2 separate regions of the Mus musculus genome follow, and region 2 is linked to region 1. A link is a contact called in public HiChIP or PLAC-seq data. All regions are on one chromosome and are shown on one strand. The core of a region is the stretch at or near the end of the contact, and the rest is flanking DNA. Distances in the headings are between cores, read along the strand shown. Region 1 holds the start of Gm33304 (a long non-coding RNA gene). Region 2 has its middle 20 kb from the start of Akr7a5.

Region 1 (7,562 bases), core at 2,028-4,527:
GGGTTTCTCTGTGTATCCTTAACTGTCCTGGAACTCACTCTATAGACCAGGCTGGCCTCGAACTCAGAGATCTGCCCGCCTCTGCCTGTGTTGGGATTAAAGACTTGTGCCACCACTGCCTGTCTATAACTGGTTATTTCTAATTTATGCTTATTTGTGGGTGTGCATACATGTGCGTGAGTGTACATGAGTGTGCATACACAGGTGTGCACACATGTGTGTATATACATGGGTGTGCATACATGGGTGTGTGCATGTATACATGGGTGGGCATGCATGTAGAGGTCAGAGACAACTCGTGAGAACTGGTTCTTGCTCTCCATCACATGGAGAGGGTCAAACTAACTTAGGTTGTTAGGCTTGACAGCAAGCACCTTAACCCACTGAGTCTTCTTGCTAGCCCAAACAGGGTTGTGTGGCACAGTAAGTTTTCCCAGCCCCAACTTCACAGATCCAGCCGCCAACCTCTACCGCACACATCCCCCACGCCCGCATCCTTCCACTCATCAGGGCTTGGCTGATAGAAACATGCTCTTCCCGTTTACAAGGGGATGTGAACTATGCCGGTTGGGTCTGCCCTGGTGTTTTGCTGACTCTTCCTGCTCTGTGAGATAGATTTCAAGTGCTGCTGGAGTTTTGTTTATCCTTGGAAGAAACGGCTTGACGGAGCTTAGAAACTCACAACGCCGTAAGACCGCATCCGTAAGATGTTCCGTTTACATCTTTCTTCGAGTTTGATTTATTTACATTTTCCACCATGTTCCCAAATGGGTTTACTAAATACACACATAGGCAGTTTCTTTTTAAGGTGACGGCTGAAGGCAGGACTAAGCAAAAGTCAGAAGAGAAAAGAAATCAGCTGGATTAAGAGGCAGGCTAGGAGAGGAAGCTGCCTGAACACACATCGCTTCAGGTTTCAAACTGATGGGAGAGACACACATACTTCTTGCTCAGACCTTCCAGGTTGGCAAACCAAATAGCAGACGGATTTTGTCAGAGGACTTAAAAGGATCGTCCAGGGACTAGAGAGCTCAGTTGTGGGTAAGGATGTATACTGCTTTTGCAGGGAACCTGAGTTCAGTTCCCAGCACCCAAGTGTTGAGGTTAGGGCACTGACATCTGCTTTTCATCTAGCTCCAGGGAGATCTGATGCCTCTGGCCTCTGGTGGCATCTGCCCTCACTCACACACACATACCCACACCCAGACAGTCACATCTCTCACACACATACCCATACCCAGACAGTCACATATACACATAATTTGAAAATAGTTTTAAAAGTCTATAACTTAAGCCAGGCGGTGGTGACGCACGCCTTTAATCCCAGCACTTGGGAGGCAGAGGCAGGTGGATTTCTGAGTTTGAGGCCAGCCTGGTCTACAAAGTGAGTTCCAGGACAGCCAGGGCTACACAGAGAAACCCTGTCTCGGAAAAAAGAAAGAAAGAAAGAAAGAGAGAGAGAGAGAGAGAAGTCTATAACTTAAAAAAGATTGCTTAACTTGGTGCTTTAAAAATATCAGGGACCTGGAGAGATAGCTTAGTGGTTAAGAGCACTGACTGCTCTTACAGAGGACCTGGGTTCTGTTCTCAGCACCCACAAGGTGGCCCACAACCATCTGTAACTCCAGTCTCAGGGGCTCTGATGCCTTCAAACCTCGATGGGCACCCACACGAATGTGCTGCACTCCCGAAAGTATACATAAACACATGTAGTTAATAAATACGTATTTTTGGTGTGTGTGATAGGGTTTCTCTGTGTAGCCTTGGCTGTCCTGGAACTTGCTCTATAGATCAGGATGGTCTTGAACTCACAGAGATCCTCCTGTCTTTGCCTCCCTCCGAGTGCTGGGATTAAAGCTGTGTGGTACCACTGCCTGGCAAATACATATATTTTTTAAAAAGCATAAAAATTCATATACACTGGTAGTGTATCATATGTCCAAGTAATATTTGAGATATATATATATATATATATATATATATACACATTGCATAATATTTGAATCCTTGGAAACATACATTACATACCATCATTTCTGTCTTATGTTGCTCAACCTTGTTAGGTAGCAAGAACGACCTTGAACTTCGGATCCTCCTGCCGCCGCTTCCCAAATGATTCTATTACAGACACTCGCCAACAGGACAGGTTTCTGTAATGCTGGGCTCTAATCCAGCACTTCCTACATACTAGGCAAGCACTCTACCATACCATTTAACCATGTCCACCAAAGGTCTACCATGATTCGGAGACTCTGCCCCCAGGATGGTGTCACTGGGAGGCAGAGTCTTTGAGAGGTGGCACCAGATGAGAGGAACTTCAGTCACCAAGGCTATCCACCCAGAACATGGTGCCCAGAGACCCCACACGTCAGCTTGCAGGCTGCAGTGTTTGGCGTGTGGTGGAGGCAACCGTGCCACTTCCTAGTTAGCTTGTAGAGTGGTGATGGGTAATGCCATTTCCAGTTGGGTAATGACAGTTGGAGGCCTCCAAGCCTCTTGGCACTCTATGGATCACCTAAAATCCTTTCTTTTCCCTGTACTGGGAATCAAACCCAGGGTTTTATGTATGCTATGCATATCTGTGTGTCACACATCAGTTTTCCCTTTCAGCCACTGAAAGGTTGAGATCAGCCTGGACATAAGACCTCATTCATTCATATACATACATACTACATACATACATATGTACATATGTACACCACAGATATATTTCCCAAGAGTAAAGATTTGTGTTCATTTAGCCCCCAGTGTGTGGCACAGAGTAGATGTCACATAAATGTGCGCTAGATAAATGGAGGGAACACTTTGGAATTTGGGGACAAGAGCCAGCATAAGGAGCACACTGGGCCAGAAGGGACAGGACAGGAGGTCCCAGGGTGGGCAGAGGGCAGATACATGGGCCAGGTAGGCGATGGAAAGGCATGTGATAAAACAGAAGACCTATTAAACAGGGGATGACACTAATGTGTATTTTTACTCTTAAATTTTTAATTATATGTATATGCGTATGTCTGTGTGCAGATGTGTGCATGAAGGCTATGCCAGATCGCTGAGAGCTAGAGTCACAGGAGGTTGTGAGCTACTTGACTTGGGTGCTAGGAACTGAACTCTGGCCCTCTGGTAGAAAAGTAAGTGCTGGTCACTGTCCAGGCCCTGACCTCTCTCTATTTTTTAAATTTATTTTATTTTATATGTATGGGTTTGTCTTAGTTAGAGTTTCTATTGCTGTGACGAAACACCATGACCAAAAAAGGAAGTTGGGGAAGAAAGGCTTTATTTGGCTCCCACTTCCAGATCACTTCCCTCACTGGATGAAGTCAGGACAGGAACTCAAGCAGGGCTAGAACCTGGAGGCGGGAGTTGAGGCCATGGAGGGTGCTGCTAACTGGCTTGCTTCCCATGGCTTCCTCTGTCTGATTTCTTATAGAATGGAGGGTCACCTGCCCAGGGATGGCCCCACCCACAGTGGGCTGGGCCCTCCCCCACTGATCACTAATTGAGAAAATGCCTTACAGCTGGATCTCATGGAGGGGTTTCCTCAACTGAGGCTCCTTTCTCTGTGATAACTCCAGCCTGTGTCAAGTTGACACACAAGACCAGCTAGTACAACTGATCCCTTGTCAACTTGATACACAAACATCACTATTAAGCCAAAACCCTTTCTTTTTTATTCCTCCCCAAGATATCACACTAAAACCATAAATAACTTTAAAAGTCCCACAGTCTTTACAAATTCAAACACCTTAAAAATCCATTCCCATGGGCTGGAGAGTTAGTTCCAATGGTGTCTGAGTTGACACAGCAGAAGAGGGCATCGGATCCCATTATAGATGGTGGTGAGCCATCATGTGGTTGCTGGGAATTGAACTCAGGACCTCTGGAAAGGCAGTCAGTGCCCTTAACCACTGAACCATCTCTCCATCCCAAGTAAATAAATCTTTAAAAAAATTTTTTTCATTCCCTTTAAAATAGCCAATCTCTCTTTTTTTTTTTCAAGAATGTCCGCACTTTTATTAAGTTAGAAACTAATAAAAGCAACACCCATGCTCAGGCAAGCACCATGACTAGGTCCTCTGGGCTGTGCAGACTGATTAGGACCAATGACATAGTCTCTTAAAATTCAAAGTCTCTCAATCTTCTGGACTCCTCCAAAGGCTTGGGTCACTTCTCCAGCTCTGCCTTCTGTAGCACACACAGCTTGTCTTCTGGGATCCAGCTGGCTCCACTCCATCATTGCTGCTGTTCTTGGAGGTCATACCTCCATGGTTCTGGCATCTCCAAAACTGCTGGGGTCCCTTGCTATAACTGCATTATATGTCCCCCAATAATAGTGTCTCTTAGATTTTCTTTCTGGTGCCAGTCCTCAACATCTTTACATGATTTTTTCAATCCTGGGCCTTCAGCTGCCACTGAGGCTGCACCTTCACTAATGGCCTCTCCTAGCCTCTCACAGTGCCTCAGCTGTTCTCCACAACCCCTTCATGCCTGCAAAACCAGTGCCGCCTGGGTGATTCTCACACATAACCAAGTCCAGCTGCAGCATGAGGCCCATCATTGGCTGACTCTGGAACATAGCTCCTCTGTGCTCTCAGGAAACACTTCCTAGAAGATTTCATCTCAGTGATGCTGGTCTCTTCTTAATCACCACTAATTTCTCAGCTCCAACCAACCAGCATCGAGGTTTCCAGCCAATTCCCAGCAAACCAAAGGTTTCACTTTAGTAGTTTTGGTATCTTGTTAATCACAGCTGGTTCTTCAGCCCCTGCTAACCAGAACCACAAAATCTCCACTCAAAATAACAAAACGGCTTGATCGAGACTTTAAATTTCCTTCTGAAATTTCACAAGCCAGGCAGGCCTCCATCTTTTGCACTGCTCTCAACATTCTTGTCCAACAAGCTCCCACAGAGCATCCACTGAGCTTTCAGTACTCAATGGCTTTTCTAGCCCAAAGTATAACAATTCTTCACAATCTTCCCCCAAAACATAGTCAGGTCTGTCACAGGAATACCCCACTCCTGATACCAAGATCTGTTTTAGTCTGTTTATTCTCTAGAGTCTCAGAACTTATGGAATGAATCTATCTATCTATCTATCTATCTATCTATCTATCTATCTATCTATATATCTATCTATCTATCATGCGTGTACATACACACACACACACACACACACACACACACACACACACACACACACACAGGGAATTTACTGGAATGACTTACAGGCTGCAGTCCAATTAACCCAACAGTGGGCAGCTGTGAATGAAAAGTCCAAGAATCTAGTAGTTGCTAAGTCCCCCAAGACTGGGTGTTTCTGCTGGCCTTCTGTATGAGATGGAATCCTAAAGAAGTAGGCTTCAATTGATGTCCTGGCAAAGTGAGTGTAAGCAGGCAAAGAGAACAACCCCTTTGTTCTTCCCATTGTCCTTGTATAGGAGGTCTCCAGCAGAAGGTACAGCCCAGATTATATGCGTGTCTCAAGTTTTGGGTTAAAGGCATGTGTTAATCCTGATCAAAAGCATGTGCCATCCCACATCAGGAGTCAGATTACAGGCCTGTTGTCTCCTTGCCTCCGGACCAGGCTCATGGATGTGCCCTCCATTTCTGAATTGTAGTTCATTCCAGATAGAGAAAAGCTGACAACCATGGAGAGCCATCACAGGGTGCTTTGCCTGCATGAATATATATGCACCATGTGTATCTCACACACACACAGAGTCCAGAAGAGGACATTGGCTCCCACAGAACTAGAGTTAGGAATAGTTGTGAGTCACCGTGTGGGTGCTGTAACAGCAACAAGTGCTCTTAACCACTGAGTCCCTAATTTGTAGTTTGTTTTTGTTTTGTTTTATTGAGACAGGGTTTCTCTGTGTAGCCCTGGCTGTCCTAGAACTCATTCTATAGACCAGGCTGGCTTCAAACTCAGAGATCCTCCTGCCTCCGCCTCCGAAGTGCTGGGATGAAAGGTGTGCGCCACCACAACCGGGCCTCCAATGTATTTTTAAAAGACCATTCTGAGCCAGGTGTGGTGGCTCTGCCTATTATTCTAGCATGTGAGAGAATGCGCTGGAGGGATCAGCACAAATTTGAGACCAACTTTGGCTACATGATTAGTTCCAAGCTAACCTGAGCAATGGTATAAGACTCTCGTAGAAAAAATAAGAATCACTGACGCTGCCCTGCAGGGCCTTAATTTTGGGATCAAATGCAGAAATGAACAGAAATAAAAGCAGTCCCATTAGGTGGTGACAGTAGCATCTCTGTCAAGAGGGATAGTCACTAAGCCCCAGGTGCTGTGAGGGACAGAGAAACGATCTGCATGCATTGTTGCCTGAGCTCCTTGTGGGAAACTGGGAGTAGGTTCGTGGGCCTATTTTAGTGAGACTTTCCTCCAACCGGCAAATCCAGTTTGCCTGCTAATGTTTCTACCTGACTTTTTGAAGGGTGGGAGGAAGGTAAATTAGACCCCAACCACTCCAGAAGTGACAATGACCAAGCCCTCGGAGGATATACCAGGCCTCCAAAGTCTGAGATCAGGACCACGGCTCCCTGTAATTGGTTTATGGTTGGAAACCTTGTAGTCACCGAGTGTCTTCCCTCCTCTCTATCCCCAAGGCTACTTTCAAAGCCTCTGGACAAGTGCTGGCAGCGACTCGTAGCCTCTCCATCCTCCAGCTCTATCCTCTGCAGGAAGGCCTTATCGAACATCCCCCAATTGAGAGCCAGTCTTGTCTCCTTGTCTGCAGAGCCACTGCCTGTCACTTCTGGGATGGTCCCCAGCTCCACATCCCAGTCACCAAGGCCCTCCTCTACCTCACACTCCCTCACCATGTGCAACCTTCCTGGTTAACTTAAGCATAATTGGGCACTTACCTTTGTCTAGGAAACTTTCCCTAGCTTCTTTCATGCAATTAATTCTCCCTCAGTCACCACAAGCTCCGGCGCTTGGCCTCCAAGGACTCCAGGTGCTCCGTGCTCGCTGGAGAGATGGCTCAGTAGCTAAGAGAACTCGCTTCTCTACTAGAGGGCCAGAGTTTGGTTCCTAGCTCCCAAGGCTCAAGGGCAAGGAATTTACTCTTTCACTTTTGTGTCTTGGCCTTAGCTAGAGACTGGCACAATAGCAGGGGCTCAAAAACTGCTGAACTTGGCCCTCACCCTATCATTGCACCCTCAGGCTCACCCAATTGCGAATACACTTACTATGAAAGGAAGAAAACTCCCAGGTCGGACAGCAGTGCCTTGAGTGCAAAGGCTTATGGGAGCGCTCGTTCTCTCAGTGAAGAGGGAACGCGCGGCTTGCCAGGGAACGGACTCTTAAATTGTTTCCAAAGAAGGTGAAAGGATGAGCTACTGTGGAAACACCAGGGGAACTGTTAGTAAGGGAATATTCTCTCCGAGGTGGACACTCTTGTAACAGACAAGAAGATGAGCTTCCAAATATGAGCTACTGATTGGACGGCAGCCCGCTTGTTCCTGAACCTGACTCCTCCCTCCCTGTTCAGTATAGATGTGGAATATAGAGCAACCGGATGCAGCCAACCTGGATCTGGAAGGAAGGCGG
Region 2 (7,562 bases), core at 2,703-5,202, 170 kb after region 1:
GAATGTTTTAGACACTGGGTCTCACTACAGTGCCCACACTGGCCAGAAGCCAGAAGTAATTATCTCTTCTCAAACTCCTGAGCCAATAGCTGGCTTCCCAAAGTTTTTGTTTGCTTGTTTGTTTGATTTTTTTTTTTTTTTTTTGTAAAATGGAAGAGTGAAATTGTTGAATCTTCTCCACTCACCCTCAGTAGATCAGAAGCAGGGCAACCCAGAGACATCCTCAGTGGCCTGGGGTAAATAAATGCCTAGGAACAAACTCGCAGAGTCAGAGAAGAGAGAGACAAGGGACTTCAGAAGCTCAAAGCCCAGGTTTGGTTTGGTTTAATTCTTCAGTGCTAGGGCTGGAAGCCAGGGCCACACACTCACTAGGCCAGTGGTTCTCAACCTTCCTGATGCTGTGAGCCTTCAATACATTTCCTCCTGGTGTGGTGACCCCAGCCATAAAGTTATTCCACTGCTATTTTGTAATTGTAATGTTGCGACTGTTATGAATCACAGTTTAAGTATCTGTGCTTTCCTTAGAGGATAGCCTTAGAGGACCCCTGTGAAAGGTTTGTTCTACCCCCAAGGGGGTCATGACACACACAGCTTTAAGAACTCTGGGTTCCAGAGGCTGGAGAGATGGCTCAGGGGTTAAGAGCACTAGCTGCGTTTCCAGAGGTCCTGAGTTCAATTCCCAGCAACCACACAGTGGCTCACAACCATCTGTAATGGGATCTGATCCTCTCTTCTGGCATGTAGGTGTACAATCATATACATTTTTTTAAATGTAAAAAAATAAAAGTGAAGAAAAAAAAAAGAACCCTGGGTTCCATCCCCATGTTGGCTAGTGTCTTAGTTAGGGTTTTACTGCTGTGAACAGACACCATGACCAAGGCAACTCTTCTAAGGACAACATTTAATTGGGGCTGGCTTACAGGTTCAGAGGTTCAGTCCATTATCAAGGCAGGAACATGGAAGCATCCAGGCAGGCATGGGGCAGGAGGAGCTGAGAGTTCTACATCTTCATCTGAAAGCTGCTAGCAGAATACTGACCTCCAGGCAGCTAGGATGAGGCTTATAGCCCACGCCCACAGTGACACACATACTCCAACAGGACTACATCTTCTAATAGTGCCACTTCGTGGGCTGAGCATATGCAAACCATAGCAGCTAGCATCAGTGAATAGGGAGGGGTCATGAAAATTTGGTAACAATAAAAGATTTTTGAACACGCAATGGTCTATCATTAATTCATAGTTAATCAAAGACATTTGTGACAGTATTCTATTTTAACATCCTCTGGCAGGCTTGGCTGGGAACACACCGTATCGCTGACATTCAGCATGACCAATGCCCAGGACACATCACCTCTCTTTCTACTCTGTGTGGTTTTCTTCCTCTTACAGAATGCAATGGTTAGAGAACAAGAAAACAAAGATGTCCTCCTGTCTCTCAACACTGAGATAGCATTGGGTTATTTTAGAATCTCTGGTTTTAAAAGTTACTAAGTGATGGTTAGGAAAGCATACTTTCCCTCCTCCTCCTCCTCCTCCTCCTCCTCCTCCTCCTCCTCCTCCTCCTCCTCTTCTTCTTCTTCTTCTTCTTCTTCTTCCTCTTCTTCTTCAGCAAAGTCTCTATGCAGACATGACTGGCCTAGGATTCACTGTGTAGACCAGGGTGGTCTTGAACTCACAGAGACCAACCTGTCTCCATCTCATGAGTGCTAGGATTACAGGTGTTTGCCACCACTCCATGCCAAACTCAATTTTGGGTGCTGCTTAGAAGAATACTCCATGTAAGAGGCTGGGCACAAGGCTCCCAACCTGAAAGCCACAGCCCCAGAGGCAGAAGCAGGTGGGTCTCTGTACATTTGAGGCTAGCCTGATCTACATAGTGAGTTCCAAGGCAGCCATAACTACATAGAGAGAGCTTGTCTTTTTTTTTTAAGATTTATTTATTTATTTATTATATGTAAGTACACTGTAGCTGTCTTCAGACACACCAGAAGAGGACATCAGATCTCATTACAGATGGTTGTGAGCCACCATGTGGTTGCTGGGATTTGAACTCAGGACCTTTGGAAGAGCAGTCAGTGCTCTTAACCGCTGAGCCATCTCACCAGCCCCGAGAGCTTGTCTTACTATAACAACAACAACAACAACAACAACAACAACAACAATAATAATAGTGATAAGATACAGACAACCAGGATGATTAAGCCAATTTAAAGTATATGAGTCCTTTACTGGCCAGTGACCAAAAAGGGGTTTATGTCTCAGAGTCTCTTGTGCAAAAGTTTGGAGGCACAATGATGTTTTTAAAGGCAAACCCCACAAAGACTATAATTTACTTAGGAGTTCAATAAGGGTCAGAGTAACCTTGAAACACTCATTTCAGGAAGACCATAGTAACTTTTTTTCATATTATTTCAGACATTAAGTGACTGTTGTTGTTGTTGTTGTTGTTGTTGCTGTGGTTGTTGTTATTGTTTTACTTATAACTTCCTGAGTTAATGTTAAGTTTCAGAAAATAATTATTTTGATCAATACATCTGGACTATGGTCAATGTCATAGAAAGTCCAAATGTGTTGCTAGGCAACATCACTATTAAGCAGGTAGAGGGTGAGAACCTTCTAAACCTTAGGTTCTCGTGGATCACCACCCCTTTGGGGATGTTAAAGGACCTTTCACAGAGGTCACATATAGATATCCTGCATATCAGATATTTGCATTATATTCAGTAGCAAAATTACAGTTATGGAGTAGCAACAAAAATAAATTGAGGGTTGGGGTCACCACAACATTAGGAAGGGTGAGGACCACTGGTCTAAGCAAACACAAAATGGAATCAGGAAAAGAGGGTGTTACCTTACTCACTGGGTCCTTAACCCAGGACTAGGCAAGCATCCAATCAGCTAAGCTATAATCCAAACCCTATTTTGACATTTGAAACAGTCTTGTTCTATGGGCTTGGCAGACCTGTTGTTCCTATGTTGTCCAGGACAGCCTTGAACTTGCGTTGATTCTCCTGCCCCTGTTTCTGGAGTGCCGGAATCACAGGGGTAGACCACCACACCATGTGCTATTTGGTCGGTGCTGGTCTACTGCTTGCTATATAATCCCGCTGACTTTTGACTGCTGGCAAACTTCCTGCCTCAGCCTCCAGAGTGCAGGGATTACAAGCAAGAACGGCCGCCCTGACTTCAACTGTCTTTTTAAAGGGTTATGGTGAGAAAATCTTGTCCATTTATCCCCACGTCCCAATTTGTTACAGTCTTCATTTGGTGTAAATTCTAAGTCCCTACTGCATAAATGTTCTCAAAGATGCCTGGAGTGAACATTTGCTACTTGAGATTCGCTCCACCCTCGATTCTCTGAACAGTCTAAACTGCCTGAGAGTTTGAGGGAAACTTCTCCTGGATTAGTAAATCAGGGCTGACAGACCTTCTTTGCTGTCCTTCCACAGGGACCCTTACTAGAGCTCCCAGCAAACCTCAATTCATTGACAGCTCCCCCGCCAAAAAAACAAAAACAAAAACAAAACAAAAAACAAGCTGGGCATGGTGGCGCATGCCTTTAATCCCAGCACTCGGGAGGCAGAGGCAGGCGGATTTCTGAGTTCGAGGCCAGCCTGGTCTACAGAGTGAGTTCCAGGACAGCCAGAGCTACACAGAGAAACCCTGTCTCAAAAAAAAAACAAAAAACAAAAAAACAAAACAAAAAAACAGAGACAGCTCTCCAGGATTCACCCACCTGCTAAACTCCTTCTAGGAGGGTACAGAGAGCCCAGGGCAGCTCATGAATGGGCCAGAGAGAGGCAGGAAGCTAGAGGTGTCTGCAACTTCCGACCTAGCTCATGAGACCTGCCACTGACCTCCAGGTGGCACTGTTGTAGAGTTCTCAGCTCTACAGAAGTTTTGTGCACAGGCCCACACTTTCCTGCCCTTTCTCCGCTAGCCCCGCCTCCTGTGGGAGTGGTCACGGAAGGCTATTTTATGCAGAGACGATCCAAGGTGTCCTGGGGTTTGAGCTGGGCTGCAGCAGCTCCAAAGGTAACGGTCTTGCCTATCACCCACCCGCAATGAGCAGAGTTGATTCTTCCCCGGTACAGCTTCTTCCGGCTCCTGGGGCTGTGATCGCACCTTGTCCTCCCAAGAGCTCCGAGAACCACAAGCTCCTCAGGCTGACTTTACACAACTCTGCGGTTTCCACCCTTCCAGAAAAGTGGCCCAGGACCCTCTCACAATAGACCAACCCTGGCTCCGCCAAATTCCATGTGGCCAGCCTATGTCTAGGGCATTGAGAACACTGGGAATCTCGAACTGTGTAGACTCTCCCGAACTAGTGCCTAGCAGGTGCGTGCCTCTGAACCCTCATCTGATGGGTTTCCTGTTTTGCAGTCAGCAGAACCCCAGAAAGACTTTGGACCAAGCAGTCGATCTGCCTTCTTATTGCAGCCGGGCTCAGGGTCTTGGATTTTTCTCCCAAGTTCTGGGTGCCTGTTGGTTTAGCAGTGGTTTCAGCTTCACCAAGGAGTATCCCCACAACTGGCATTGGAAGTGGGATGATGTAGCCTATGGGAGTCTCTTCATCTGCCACGACTGGCCTAGTAACGGTGCTTGAGAGACAAGAAGGGAATTTGGTTCAACACAGCAGTAACAGACATTGTTGCTTTAAATGTTGCCAGTCATACTTGGAGTTGTTTGTTTTAGGCATATTTAAGCACCGTTTGGTTAAAACTTTCCTACTGACCTCTCAAACTCCACCTTAGGGAGAGGCAGCCTTGTACAGGAATAAAAAGCTTGCTTTACTAATTAGTTGCTTTAATACACTTGGCCCTGATGACTTTGGTCCTTCTCTTCCATCTTTGGGATTAATAAAACAACTTGCAGGAACCAGGTGAGTCCTTTCACCTTGTGGGCTCTGACCTAGTGAGTGGGTCATGTTTGGCAGCAAGCATGCCCGGTACCTGAGGAACCCAGAAAAGGGTGTCAGATCCTCTTAAGTCTGGAGTGCCAGATGGCTGGGAGCTACCATGTGGGTACTGGGATCGAACCCAGGTCCTCTAGAAGAGCAGCTAGTGCTTGTAACCACTAAACCATACCTCCAGCTCCATAATGTAATGTTCTTAAAGAAGGAAAACGTCCACATTAATAGTTCTTTAAACCTACTCCCTTCTAGGTTCCTAGTGATCCCCTGACAGCCTTTGGACTGCTAGCAAGACTTTCTAAGTGTAGGAAGTTCCTCTCATCCATCTGTCCATTCGTTTATCCATCCATCTATCCATCCATCCATCCACCCACCCACTGATCCATCTGTCCATTCATCCATGCATCCATCCATCTATCATTCAACCATTCACCTGGGCTTCTCAGCAGGGGGAGAGAGAGGAGTAGGGACTCACACTGACAGCCCAGCCCTAGCTCGTTTTCACGAACAGAGTCTGTAGTTGGCCCCGACTTTCCTCTTCACAGGCCCTTAGCGAAGCCTTCCTGTCTCTGTCCCCAGTTCCTTTGGCACCTTCCTCCCCCTGTGATCAGAACTGCCCATCATCCATAGTGCACTCAGCGTCGTCTTTCAAAACACCTTATGGTGACCATAGAGCTCTGGACTACAGCCCCCAGTCTAAAGTCAAGACTTCTCCACGTGGGGTTCCCTCAGGGCCGCTTTGCTTGTGGTCTGTGGCCTTTTCTCTTTTCCTGTGTCCTCTGCCCCAGACCCAATGCTCTGGTACCTGGGGTGGCAGGTGTGGCTCCACACAGGGCCTTCTGCTCATGGATATTAAAGCCAGTGTACCTCCTGTGTCTTGCTGTTCAGTTATCCCCTGTGTCATTGTCCACTAACTACTTATGCTGTCCATTGTCAGCTCAGCCTGAACAATTCTAGGGACTTCTCTGTAACCTGTCACTTTTACTCCTATTTACAGTTGGTAAGGGTGTGAAAAACTGAGTAATTTAGTCAAGGCCATAGCTACTAGTGGCAGGGACGCCTCTGCTGTGCCCACACAACCGTGTGTGTATTCATTGCAGAACCAAATAGGTGTGTTCAAAACTAAAGTTAAAGTATTTATTAAAATATCGTGTCTGTGTGTGTGCACGCACACGGGTGTGCACAGGCAAATGTGTGTGCATAGGTAAACGTGTGCGCACAGGTGCAGAGGCCAGCAGAGGTTATCTGTGCCCTCCTTGATTTCTCCCTAACTATTTCTTTGAGACAGAGTCTCTCCCTGAATCTGTGCATCATGCTTTTCAGGGATGCTGACAGCCCGCAAGCCCCACTGTGATCCTGTTTGTGTACCCTTCAGAGCTGGGCTTACAGGCATACATCAGACACCCAGCCGGTTATACGATGTTAGGATGTGAGTGTTCATCTTTATGATCCTGCAGCAGGCACTGAGAACCGCTGAGCCATGCCTAAGGATGTATAAAATGAACTTCCCAAAGCTTTGCTTTGTCTTCATGAATCCGATGGAAGACACCTTTGATTAGTACTGGGGTAATAGTTTCCAAGTTCAAGCAAAAGGCAAACACCACAGTATGTATGTATGTATGTATGTATGTATTCATTTACTTATTTTTTAAATATTTATTTATTTTTATATATAAGTACGCCGTGGCTGTCTTCAGACAGCAGAAAAAGTCATCAGATCTCATTACAGGTTGTTGTGCGCAACCATGTGGTTGCTGGGATTTGAACTCAGAACACTCAGAAGAACAGTCAGTGCTCTTACCTGCTGAGCCACCTCGCCAGCCCTCATATACTTACTTATTCAGTTTATACTTCCATTCCCTCCTCCCCCATCCCTCCTCTCCTACTAGTCCCACTTTTACAAATCCCTCCACCCAGTTAAGAGTAACTGCTTTGTCCTGTACAGGTTAAGGTGTCTGTTTGTCCTTAAAGAATAAGTTTCTGTTAGTCCATGTTAAAATCCTTGCAAGTTACGATTTCTAGTTGTAATTAAGAACGCGTTCCTGTTTCTTAGATCCCATCTAAACTGAAAAACTCTTTTTCAACCTACACTAAACCTGGCAGCCTGTTCCCGTGATGTATATCCTTACCCTGTTCCTCTACTTTCATTGTATCTAACAATGTGTGACAGCCAACGCAATCTCTCCTATAAAAAGGACTTCAAGAGGCCAGCAGGGACTGCCCTCTCAAATCCTGATTTAGGGAGAGGCTACCAGACTGGCCAGTCCTGAGTACACCCCGAAATAAAGCTTGTTTTAATCAGACAGTTGTGGACTTGGTTTTTCTCAGTTTAACACTGAGAAGTCTCCAGTTTAACACAATGTTAATTTGTTGGGTTGAAGGACTTTTAGGCTATTTCTATGTTCTGGCGCATGCAGATTAAAAAAGCACTCTAAACCTGAGTGTGTATTGGGGTTTGTGTGAACACAGGTTTTTCTTTCCTTTGATTAAAACCAGGAAAATGCCCTAGCCCTTGAGACTGAGGCAGGCAGATCTCTGTATATTTGAAGCTAGCCTTGTCTGTGCAGCGAGCCCTCGTTGAAAATAATGGAACAGCCGGGCGTGGTGGCACACGCCTTTAATCCCAGCACTTAGGAGGCAGAGGCAGG

What was found. HiChIP or PLAC-seq counts read pairs in DNA pulled down with a chosen protein or histone mark.
Region 2: a contact with region 1 is called in an H3K4me3 HiChIP or PLAC-seq map of bone marrow-derived macrophages, with 2.5 times the contacts expected there. The contact joins two enhancer-like sites. A contact is called at or near these places in 2 of 115 datasets of contacts at active chromatin or transcription factors (bone marrow-derived macrophages and embryonic stem cells) and 2 of 9 other capture datasets (adipose tissue and liver).

The regions. Positions count from the first base shown.
Region 1 is chr4:139,157,959-139,165,520 of GRCm38.p6, forward strand. It overlaps Gm33304 (a long non-coding RNA gene), which reads right to left and starts at 7,333. Exons shown (of 6, transcript XR_001784468.1): 1 at 7,202-7,333. Within about 2 kb of position 3,278, at least 3 of the 459 cell types and tissues checked have an H3K27ac peak or open chromatin away from gene starts, as enhancers often do. A contact at or near this core is called in bone marrow-derived macrophages, where this site is marked.
Region 2 is chr4:139,326,874-139,334,435 of GRCm38.p6, forward strand. No RefSeq gene overlaps it. Among named protein-coding and RNA genes, the nearest start is that of Akr7a5, 20 kb to the left of the region's middle. Within about 2 kb of position 3,953, at least 63 of the 459 cell types and tissues checked have an H3K27ac peak or open chromatin away from gene starts, as enhancers often do. A contact at or near this core is called in bone marrow-derived macrophages, where this site is marked.